2 separate regions of the Sus scrofa genome follow, and region 1 is linked to region 2. A link is a contact called in public HiChIP or PLAC-seq data. All regions are on one chromosome and are shown on one strand. Each heading gives the region's core, a stretch centred on a gene start, on an enhancer-like site or on the middle of the called end of the contact. The rest is flanking DNA. Distances are from core to core; before and after follow the strand shown.

Region 1 (5,425 bases), core at 901-3,400, 170 kb before region 2:
GTTTCTTAACCACTGAGCCATGACCAGAACTCTGGAAATTCCTTCTATGCCCTTATATGCCATAAAATTAGTTGAAAATGTGTTATACTGCCATCATTTCTTCATCAATCTAGTTACTCTCTCAAATAAAACATAATAGATTTAACTGTGCCCTGTTTTTTTCTCACATGACACCTGGCAAACAGATTACTGAATTTTTGCTGCTTTAATTCAAAAGTCTTTACCTATGACATAATTTCATTTACAATTATTACCTGAGGGCTATAGAAGTAAAATTCTACACAAGGTTAAAAGTGTTACACTTTGGAGTTCCCACTGTGGCACAAGAGGATGGGTGGTGCAACATAGGTTGCGACTGCAGCCTGGATCTGATCCCTGGCCCACGAACTCCATATGCCAAAGGATGACCAAAAAAGAAAAAGCAAGGAAGAAGAAAAAGTGTCAGGTTTTAAGTCTTAACTAATTGCTGCTTAAAAGTCAATATAAGCAGAGAGTTCTCTTGTGGAGCAACAGGTTGTCACTACAGTGGCTCAGGTCACTGTTGTGTTGAAGGTACGATCCCTAGCCCAGGAACTCCCACATGCCAAGGGCATTGCCTGCCCCACCTCCAACCAAAAAAAAAAAAAAAATATATATATATATATATTTATATGGAAATATAAGATATAATAATAACTAATACCACTTTCATTCCATCTCAATAAAATATGAGAAATGAAATATTTGTGAAATCACCAAAACATATACTCACCTAACATTTTTTATTTGTACTTCCTAAGTTTATATTGAAATTAAACCAAATAAAAAGGATCAGCATTCATTTTTCAGGTGCCCAAATTCACTGTCTTGTCTATTACAAAATGGTCCTTTTAAAGAAGTACCAGGAGTTATTAGCAATGCAACAATCATATTTGGGATATGTGATACAGAACTGAATGGAAAGACTAACTCTATAAGAACCAAACAAAAATGCATAGTCTTTTCCCCTAGTCACTCATTTATTAGTTCAGTCAGCCACTTTTTTTTTTTTTTTTTTTTAAATTCCATGTCTTCACTACGCCTTAAGACACTGTAAACTCACATCCAAACTCCAGGTTACAACTCCAATTACAAAGTTCACAGTAATAGAAATAACTTGATTCTAACTACAGTAACTTCCTGTCATTGCAAAAGTTAAAATCCTAAACATCCATCTTTAACGAAATAAGCGAGCATACGATCTAAGGTGACAACAATGATTGTAACGCAGATTATGTGCCCCCAGAACAGAGGAGCGCGAGTGCCAAAGGAGTTCTACAACTTGCTTAGCGATCCAAGGTAAGTTACTAAACTCCACTGCATCTCCTTTTTCCTCTTATCTGTTGAAAATAAACTGGAATGAAAGCAGCGTTTACAAGCCTATGAGAGTAGTGAAGAGTAAATGCGTTAAGGCGAGTAAACCACTCAGGGCAGCACGGGGGCTCCAGACAAGCGCTCAGTAGGTCCAGGTTGCTATTACCGCCATACTCTGCTCTGGATCATTATTTCTGAGTTATGGGGGACTTCCGAATTGAACATTCTCAACATCCATAAGGGACACAAGACAATCACCTTCTGCCTCGGGTTAAAGCTGGGGAACTGTTCTGAAGCGGGGACACCAGTCCGCTTCCACACCCTATAGCCGCCACAAATTGGCGCTTCCCGGGAAGCGGGGGGCGGCCCGCCGCGGGACGCCCGGAAGACCCGGGCCCTCAGCCCCCTCGGCCTCCTCGGCGTGCGGAGCCGGCCCGGGATGCGGCGAGGCCGGCCCCGTCCCCGTCGAAGAGCTTCCTCTACGCAGGCAGCCACGACCCCGGGGCCTCTTGGCCCAGCCCCGCGCCCCAACTCCGGTCCCGACCCCCGGGCCACGAACCCCCGGCCCCGTCTCCACGGCCCGCCATTCAGCCCGCGCGCACGCCTGGCCCTCACCAGGTCGATGTGTGAGAAGCCGGTGAGCACAAGGTTTTTAAGGAGCTCGCAGCCGATGCCTCCCGCGCCCACCACCAGGACCCGGCCGCCGGCCACGGCCTCGGCCAGCTCCCGGGGCAGCCCCCGCGACAGTGCCATGGCGGGAAGACCACGAGCCGCGGCGGAGGCGGAGGCGGGAGAAATGAGCCGCGGCCGGAAGCAGGTGGGGGAGGGGCGCCTCAGCTTCCGTTCCTGCGCACTGCGGCCGCCAGTGGGCGCCGAGTGGGCGGGGCCTTGGGAGTCCCTGGGCTGGTGGCTCCAGCTCAGGCTTCAGTTTAAGCGGAGTGTTCACACCTCTGGGCGTGCTAGAGACTGGGAGCCTTTCAGGGACGTGTGTACTCCTCTATCCGGCTTCCGGCTTAAGACGCCTAAGGGTCGTCCTGTAGCCTGAGGTTTGGACTCCCAGCCAAGGCTTGTTACAGGTTAGAAAACAGAGGTCCTTCTATGTAAAGAGCTCTTACATATTAACAAGATGACAAATGTCGGAGTTCCTGGTGGCTCAGCAGGTTAAGGATCCCGTGTTGTCACTGCTGTGGCTTGGTTTGATCCCAGGCCCAGAACTTCCACATGCTGCGGGTGTGGCCAAAAAAAAAAGGGAAGAAAGAAAAAAGAAAACAGATGTCACCTAGATAAAATATATAGGCAAAGGATGGGAAAAAGCACTCAGACAATGGATGATATGCTCAATATTGAAATTTAATCAAGGAGTACCTATCCTGGCTCAGCAGTAACAAACCTGACTAGTATCCATGAGGACTCGGTTTCCATCCCTGGTCTTGCTCAGTGGATTAAGGACCCACTGTGAGCTGTGGTGTAGGCCATGCTGCAGCTCCTATTAGACCCCTAGGCTGGCATCTTCCATATGCCAACAGTGCAGCCGTAAAAAGACAAAAAAGAAAAAAATTTCATCAAAGACATGCAAAATAGTATTCAAATTCTTTTCACCTATTAAACTGGCAAAAAGAAAATTTATAACACTGTTTTTGAGCACTGCAGATAAGAATACTAAAGCAAAGCTTCCTAGAGACTAAAGCAGCAGTACGATTACAAAAACCCAAGTAGGAGTTCCCTGGTGGTATAATGGTTAGGACTCTGCACTTTCACCCCTGTGACCTAGGTTCGGTCCCTGGTTTGGGAATTGAAATCCCACATGAAGCCCCTGCACATTGTAGCCAAAAGTGGGAGAAGGAGGGTTGGAATTCTCAATGTGGTATACTAGGTTAAGAATACAACTGCAAAGGCTCAGATTCAATCCCTGGCCCAGGAACTTCCACATGCTGTGGGTGCATCCATAAAAAACAAACAAACAAGGAGTTCCCATCCTGGCGCAGCAGAAATGAATCTGACTAGAAACCATGAAATTGTGGTTTTGATCCCTGGCCTCGCTCAGTGGGTTAAGGATCTAGCGTTGCTGTGAGCTGTGGTGTAGGTCGAAGACATAGCTTGGATCCTGCATTGGTGTGGCTGTGGCTGTGGCCAGCAGCTGTAGCACCAATTAGACCCCTAGCCTGGGAACCTCCATATGTCATGGGTGTGGCCCTTAAAAGACAAAAGACAAAAAAAAAACCTAAAATTGTGCATAGCTTTTTTTTTGCTGCACCTGCAGCATTTGAAAGTTCCCAGGCCACAGAAGCAGCCAGAGCTGCTGCAGTGACAACTGCCAGAGCCTTAATCCACTGCACCACAAGGGAACTCTGTGTGTAGCTTTTTTTTTTTTCTTTTTTTCTTTTTTCCTGAGATATATGGAGGTTCCCAGGCTAGAGGTCAAATCAGAGCTGTAGCCGCAGCCTACACCACAGCCACAACAACGTGGGATCCGAGCCACATCTGCAACCTACACCACAGCTCATGGCAATGCCAGATCCTTAACCCACTGAGCAAGGCCAGGGATCAAACCAGCATCCTCATGGATACTGGTCAGGTTTGTTAACTGCTGAGCCACGACGGGAACTCCTGTCTTTTTAGGGCTGCACTCTGGGCATATGGAAGTTCCCAGACTAGGTGTTGAATCAGAGCTACAGCTGCTTGCCTATGCCGCAGACACAGCAACTCGGGATCCAAGCCACATCTGTGACCTACACCACCTCTCACGGCAATGCCAGATCCTTAACCCACTGAGCAAGGCCAGGGATTGAACCTGCATCCTCATTGATGCTAGTTGGATTCATTTCTGCTGAGCCAGGTTGGGAACTCCCCATTTCTAACATTTCTTTTTTTTCTTTTTTTTTTTTTTTTTTGTCTGAGTGTCTTTTTTTTGTTGTTGTTGTTGTTGCTATTTCTTGGGCCGCTCCTGCGGCATATGGAGGTTCCCAGGCTAGGGGTCAAATCGGAGCTGTAGCCACCGGCCTATGCCAGAGCCACAGCAACACGGGATCCGAGCCGCGTCTGCAACCTACACCACAGCTCACGGCAACGCCGGATCGATAACCCACTGAGCAAGGGCAGGGACCGAACCCGCAACCTCATGGTTCCTAGTCGGATTCGTTAACCACTGCGCCACGACGGGAACTCCATTTCTAACATTTCTTAATCATAGTTTTGGGAGTAGGTATAGCTTACAATTCTTTTGCCTGGTGGTCCATGGTTCAGGGGTCTATTAGTTCATCTTGCCCCCAAGAAACCACATGAGTTTGTATGTTGATTATATATATAATAGCAATTTTAGGACATTAATGGTATTATCAACAACAGCAATTTTAATCATCCAGCTGTGATTGATTAGCGTTTAGTGAGCACAGGATTGAGGTCAGAGGAGATAAGAAAGGGAATAAAGTTTCGGACAGAGAGATTGATCATAAACTCCATAAGGGGACTTGATATTGTGGGGGATGAAATCTGAGCTTTTAACTGCTTACTTGTCTAATGAAGGTATCCAGATATTTGCCAGAAATTCAAGATACTTATTGCATTTATCCTAATATAACTCATGATAGCCTATTTATCACACCCTTACCCTAAAACAATTCATTACAACCATTCCTTAAGGACACATATTTCCTTTCTTGTGTCAAAATACGGCCTCATGGTGTTTGCCTTTGTAAGCCCCTTTCTCTTCCCTATAACGCTCTGTTTTACTCAAATCCATGTCTCCAGAATTGCAATTCAAGTCCCCATATACACTTTTTTTTTTTTTTTGCCTTTTTGTCTTTTTGTCTTTTTAAGGCTGCACCCGCAGCATGTGGAGGTTCCCAGGCTAGGAGTGTAATTGGAGCTACAGCTGCCGGCCTATGCCACAGCCACAGCAATGTCAGATCTGAACAGCGTCTGTGACCTACACTATACCTCACAGCAACACCAGATCTTTAACCCACTGAGGCCAGGGATCGAACCCACAACCTCATGGTTCCTCGTCGGATTCATTTTTGCTGCGCCTTGACGGGAACTCCTCCCATATACACTCTTATTTGCAGCCTTGTTGTTTTGGTTGACAGTGGAAAAC
Region 2 (5,449 bases), core at 1,553-4,052:
GTTAAAAGGAGAGAAAGAAATGACTTGCAGCCAAGTCTGGGTTGGAGTCACTGAGTGGAAACAGGGTTGGGGGTGAGATGGATCTCTACCTAGAAGTCACATAATGGATGAATGGAAAGGAGCATGAACGGGAAAAGAGGAAGCGGTATTAGGAGCAGCATTGGAAGATGCTCCCAGGCAGAGGTGGAAGAAGAAAAGCAGCAAAGACAAGTGAAAAGGCACAATCTTTCTTTCTTTTTTTTTTTCTTTTTTTTGGCCAGGCCCAAAGCATGTGAAAATTCCCAGACCAAGGATGGAACCCAAACCACAGCAGAAACCTGAGCCACTGTAAGTGACACTAGGTCCTTAACCCACACAAGAAAACTACAGCACAATTATAAAGTTAACACAATGACCACAATCATGGTCAAAACGTCAATGACCACAAAAAGTCAAATGGGCCAACAAAGAAATTTGCAACAATAAGAAAGTGTGGCTCACCATGCCAAATATTTATGGTCAAGGTCAAGGGAAATGAGCAAGCAGCGGCTACTGCATCTATCAAATAGGGGACCCTCAGGAGGACCTTTTCAGTGTAGATAAAGACATGTGAAGTACAACCCCCGACAAACACAGTCAGGCTCTCGGTGAACTTACAGAGTAAATGGCATCCTGCTTTTTCTGTTACTCCAAAAAAGCAATTCCTTATTCAAAGCGACATTCTCTGTCCACCTTAGAAGGTCATCATTTTCCACTCAGTACAAAGTCACAGGAGTGAAAAGGAGAGAGTGGACACCCAACTCATGTGATGCCCCAATCCACTAGTTCTCAGATACAATAATTTTCCTACAAACTTGTTAGACCCACTTGATAAAAACCTTCTGATGTATTAGGCTTCGCATTTTCAAGGAAATAAATATTTAGTAAAATTTTCAGCAGAATCATGTGCAACTTGTTGAAAAATTTTTATAGAGGATGCTTAAAACATGCCGTCTTCCAAAAATCCAGAGATAATTTTAGATTGAAAATCTAGGCTTGCCAAGGGAATCTGAGAACTTTTCTATCTTGGTCTCCAATGCTAACCTACGTATTCGTGTGCAAAAATAGAGGAAGATTAGAATCTCAAATGCCAGACTGAAAAGTTGCCACAACAAACCTGAACTCTTCATATGGAGTATGTTATCTTGTCAGCAAGAAAGCAAATGAAACAGCAATAACTAAACTTTTTTACTTTAAAAAACAAAAAGCAAATCTTAGAAATGAAATACTTCTGGACTTGTAAAGGAAAATGATTTCAAAAAAAAAAAATACTGAGTGGAATTTTAAAACAGCATACATAAAAGCTAAGTATCAAATGTGTAAGCAGTCCCTCACAAACAGATACTTAGAACTTCAGGTCTAAAATGTGATACAATGGCAGTTATAGCTTGTTCAATCAAAATTAGGAAAACTAACCCATGTGGAAAATATTTCACATCTTAAACCCAAAGCAAATTTTAATTAAGTAGTTAAAACAAATAAAACCATGAAATGAGAAGCAAATATGGACGGATGTTACAAATAATTGGGCTGGAGAATAATTTTTGAAACTGCAACAAAAGAAAAAATAATACTACATATTTTTTAAATGAATGTTACCTCTGACCTCATTTGTACATTTATCCTAAAACAACAATCAGGCAAATCCTTTTGGCAGAACTGTCTACCTTGTGACGAACTGGAAACAATCTACATGTTCATCAGTAGGGCTTGGTTGAACTGAAATACGATGGTATACTATGAAGTCCATAAAAGCGATAATATATCTCTGTATATACTGATACACCAAAATGTTACTGTCACTGAGTGGTAGGTTGGAGGATGACTGTCACTTTAAAAAGTGTTGTACTTTTTATGCTGTCTTGAATGTGAAGGAGAATGCTTTTATAATGGGGGTGAGGGGCGGAAACAAGCTATTTTCAAAGTGGGTGTCCCCCCAAAGCTGAGTACTTATCTGGCAAAATTTGTACGGTGTATAAACAAAATTCTTATCATGCCAACCAGGCATGCTTCTTTCCTCGCACCGCGCAGAGCAGGAAGACACACCCCTGACCCTGCGCTCGCCCCCAGGGTGTGGGTCCTTCAACCTCAGCCCCGGCCCTCCCAGGGTCCCCGCCGAACCGCCCGCGGCCCGACTGCGCCAGCGGGCTCACAAGGGCCGGAAAAATCGTGTTCCTCGGGGCCCGGCCTGGACCAGCGCGGCGGGGAAGGTGAGCGCAGCTGGCCGACAGCCGCGGGCGGCGTGAGGGCCGCGTCCCCAGGCAGTCCCGGCGGACCCCGGGACTCACAGGCCGCCGTCTCTCCTTGGACTGCTCGGCGGGCTTCCGGGAGTGGGTCCGGCGCTGGCCGGACCTCCCTGGCCCTGGTGGCCCGAGGGAGCGCCCCCCTGCCCCGCGTCCGCTGGCTCCCCGCCGCGCCCCCGATCCCAGGCACGACCCGGGAGGGCCCTCCAGGCTTCCGTCCGCCCGGCCAGCGCCCCCAGAGCCCGGCGTCCTCCACATCGGACGGGCAAGGGGCGGGAGCCGACAGCCCTGCGGCCCCGAGCGGAGTGGCGCCCCGAGAGCTCGTCCAGTCGCCAGCCCCACCTGCGGCCCACCGCCTACCCGCCCTCCGCCCCCAACCCCGAGCCCGCCCGCCCGCCTGCCTGCACCAGGCAGCGCCCGCTCGCGCCCGCTCCTCACCTGCGACGCGCCCCGGCCCCTAGCGCACCGCCCGGACCGGCTGTGTACACCGGAAGTGACGTCTCTGTGCCGGCCCCGCCCCCGCCCCAGGCGGACGCCGAATGGCTGTGCACTGAGCGGCTGGCAGCCGACTCTCCCCCACCCACTGCGCGAGCGGGGCGGGGGCGGCCCTGCACCTTCTACCCTAGGGACCGAAGACCTCCAAGTGGGACAGCCAGGGTGGGGGTTGAGGACGCGCGGCCAGAGCCTGCAGGGCCACCCTCGTCCTCCAGTACGGCTTGGCCTCTGGGCGGAAGGGATCAGCTGCGTTCTCACAGATTTATTGTCGAAACTGATTACTGAAAAATTGAGCGCTTGCTAGATGCCAGGTCTCGACAGGCACTGTAGGAACCAGATAATGCCCTCACCCTCATACGTTTATCCTCTAGGGGTGGAAACACAATAAAATTGTTATAGCTACGCTTGATGATATAGTGCCAATTGCGACAAGTGGTAGGAGGGGAAAGTGAAAGAGGGAGGGAGAGAGTCCCCTGACCTAGTGAACGAGGGTGTTCAGGGAATGCTTCCCTCAGGAAAAGAGCAGAAGAGAGCAGGTCCTAAAAGGGAGAAGAAGAAGAAGAAGGGAAAAAAAAAAAAAAAAAAAAAAAAACTAACTTGGACTTTCCTTTGTGGCTCAGGGGGTTAAGAATCTGACTAATATCCATGGGGACGTGGGATCAATCCCTGGCCTCCCTCTGTGGGTAAGGATCCAGCATTGTGTTGAGCTTCGATGTAGGTTGCAGCCGCCAATTGGATCTGGCAGTTGGGGGGGCTGTGGCATAGGCCTGCAACTGCAGCTCTGATTCAACCCCTAGCCTGGGAACTTCCACATGCCTCGAATGTGGCCCCAAAAAGACAAAAACAAACAAACAAACAAACAAAAAACCAAAACGAACAACTTGAAGAAGCAGGGAGTGAAGGGACATTATGGCAAAATAACATCAAGTGTCTTTAGTGGCTTTGTGTTCAAGAAACTAAGGTGGTGAGAAAGTCTTAACTGAGAGCAAGGGATGATTTTACCAAAGCTGTGGGTTTACTTGGGCTGCAATGTGGGCAAGGACTAGAAAGAAGATGGAAATTCGTATGCCTTTGTTCAATAGCAACAATATTCATAAAAATCAAAAGGGTGAAGCAACTCGTGCTCACTGATGTATGAACAGATAAACAAAATGTGGTCTATCCATACAATGGACTATTATTCAGCCTTAAAAAGAAGGGAATTCTGGAGTTCCCATTGTGGCTCAGCAGGTCAAGAACCGAACTAACATTCATGAGGATGTGCGTTCGATCCCTGGCCCCACTCAGTGGGTTAAAGGATCTGGCGTTGGTATGAGCTATAGTGTAGGCTGCAGACACAGCTTGGCTCCAATGAGGCTTGGCTGTGGCTGGCAGCTACAGCTCCAATTTGACCCCTAACCTGGGGAACTTCTATGTGCCACAGGTGAGGTCCTAAAAAGAAAAAGGGGGGGGAGGAAGGGAATTCTGACACATGCTATAGATGGATGAAGGGTGAAGTGTGGAGGTTATGCTGAGTGAAGTAGGCCAGTAACAAAAGGATGAATATTCCCTAATTCCACTGATATAAGGTACGGAGAGTAGTCAAGTTCCCAGGGACAGAAAGTAGATGGTAATTGCCAGGGGCCTCAAGGACCAGACTATGGGAAGTTTGTAATTAATGGGTACTAAAGTTTCAGGTTGGGAAGATGAAAAATTCCTGGAGATGGATATGGTGTTGGTTGCACATCAGGGGGAATGTAGTTAATGTCACAAAACTATACATTTAAAAACGGTTAAAATGGGGAGTCCCCACTGTGGTGCGGTGGGTTAATGATCCAGCTTGTCTCTGAGGAGGTGCTGGTAGGCTAAGGATCCGGTGATGCCTGCAGGTGTGGCATAGGTCAAAGCTCCAGTTCAGATTTGATCCCTGGCCCAGGAACTTCCATAGGCCTAGCGTGCAGCCAAAAAAGAAAAAAAAAATGGTTAAAATGGTAAATTTTATGTATACTTTACATTATCTATAGACAGATGTAGAGATTAGTTAGGAGGCCATTTCAGCTGTCCAAGCAAAGGTGATCCTGATTTAGACCAGGACCTCCAAACTTTTTTGTTCTTGAACATTTATCAGAAAAAAAGTTTGAATATCGTCCAGATTCATTTTACCTATAAATTATATGTATGCACTACACTATATATGTAGGCACTACAATTATGTCTATATGATTCACAGTATGAAACATACATAAAGAGAGTTTTCTTTTATTTTACTTTATTTTGTCTTTTTAGGGCCACACCCGAGGCATATGGAGGTTCCCAGGCTAGGGGTCTAATCAGAGCTGTAGCCACTGGCCTACACCAGAGCCACAGCAACACAGGATCCGAGCCGCGCCTGCAGCCTACACCACAGCTCACGGCAACGCTGGATCCTCAACCCACTGAGCAAGGCCAGGGATCAAACCCGCAACCTCATTGTTCTAGTCGGATTCGTTAACCACTGAGCCACGACGGGAACTCCCCAGGCTAGGGGTTTAATTGGAGCCATAGTTGCTGGCCTACTCCACAGCCATAGCAACACCAGATCCTAGCTGCGTCTACCACCTACACCACAGCTCACAGCAACGCCGGATCTCCAACCCACTGAGTGAGGCCAGGGATCGAACCCACCTCCTCATGGATACAAGTCAGATTTGTTTCCACTGCACCGCGACATGAAC

What was found. HiChIP or PLAC-seq counts read pairs in DNA pulled down with a chosen protein or histone mark.
Region 1: an H3K27ac HiChIP or PLAC-seq map of alveolar macrophages shows a contact between it and region 2. The contact joins the promoter of UBA2 here to the promoter of KIAA0355 in region 2. A contact is called at or near these places in 1 of 5 promoter capture datasets (fetal liver) and 1 of 2 datasets of contacts at active chromatin or transcription factors (alveolar macrophages).

What each region holds. Positions count from the first base shown.
Region 1 is chr6:44,099,875-44,105,299 of Sscrofa11.1, reverse strand. It overlaps UBA2 (SUMO-activating enzyme subunit 2), which reads right to left and starts at 2,150. Exons shown (of 19, transcript XM_021097539.1): 1 at 1,948-2,150. The coding sequence starts at 2,085.
Region 2 is chr6:43,931,057-43,936,505 of Sscrofa11.1, reverse strand. KIAA0355 reads right to left here and starts at 2,802. Exons shown (of 14, transcript XM_021094321.1): 1 at 2,700-2,802.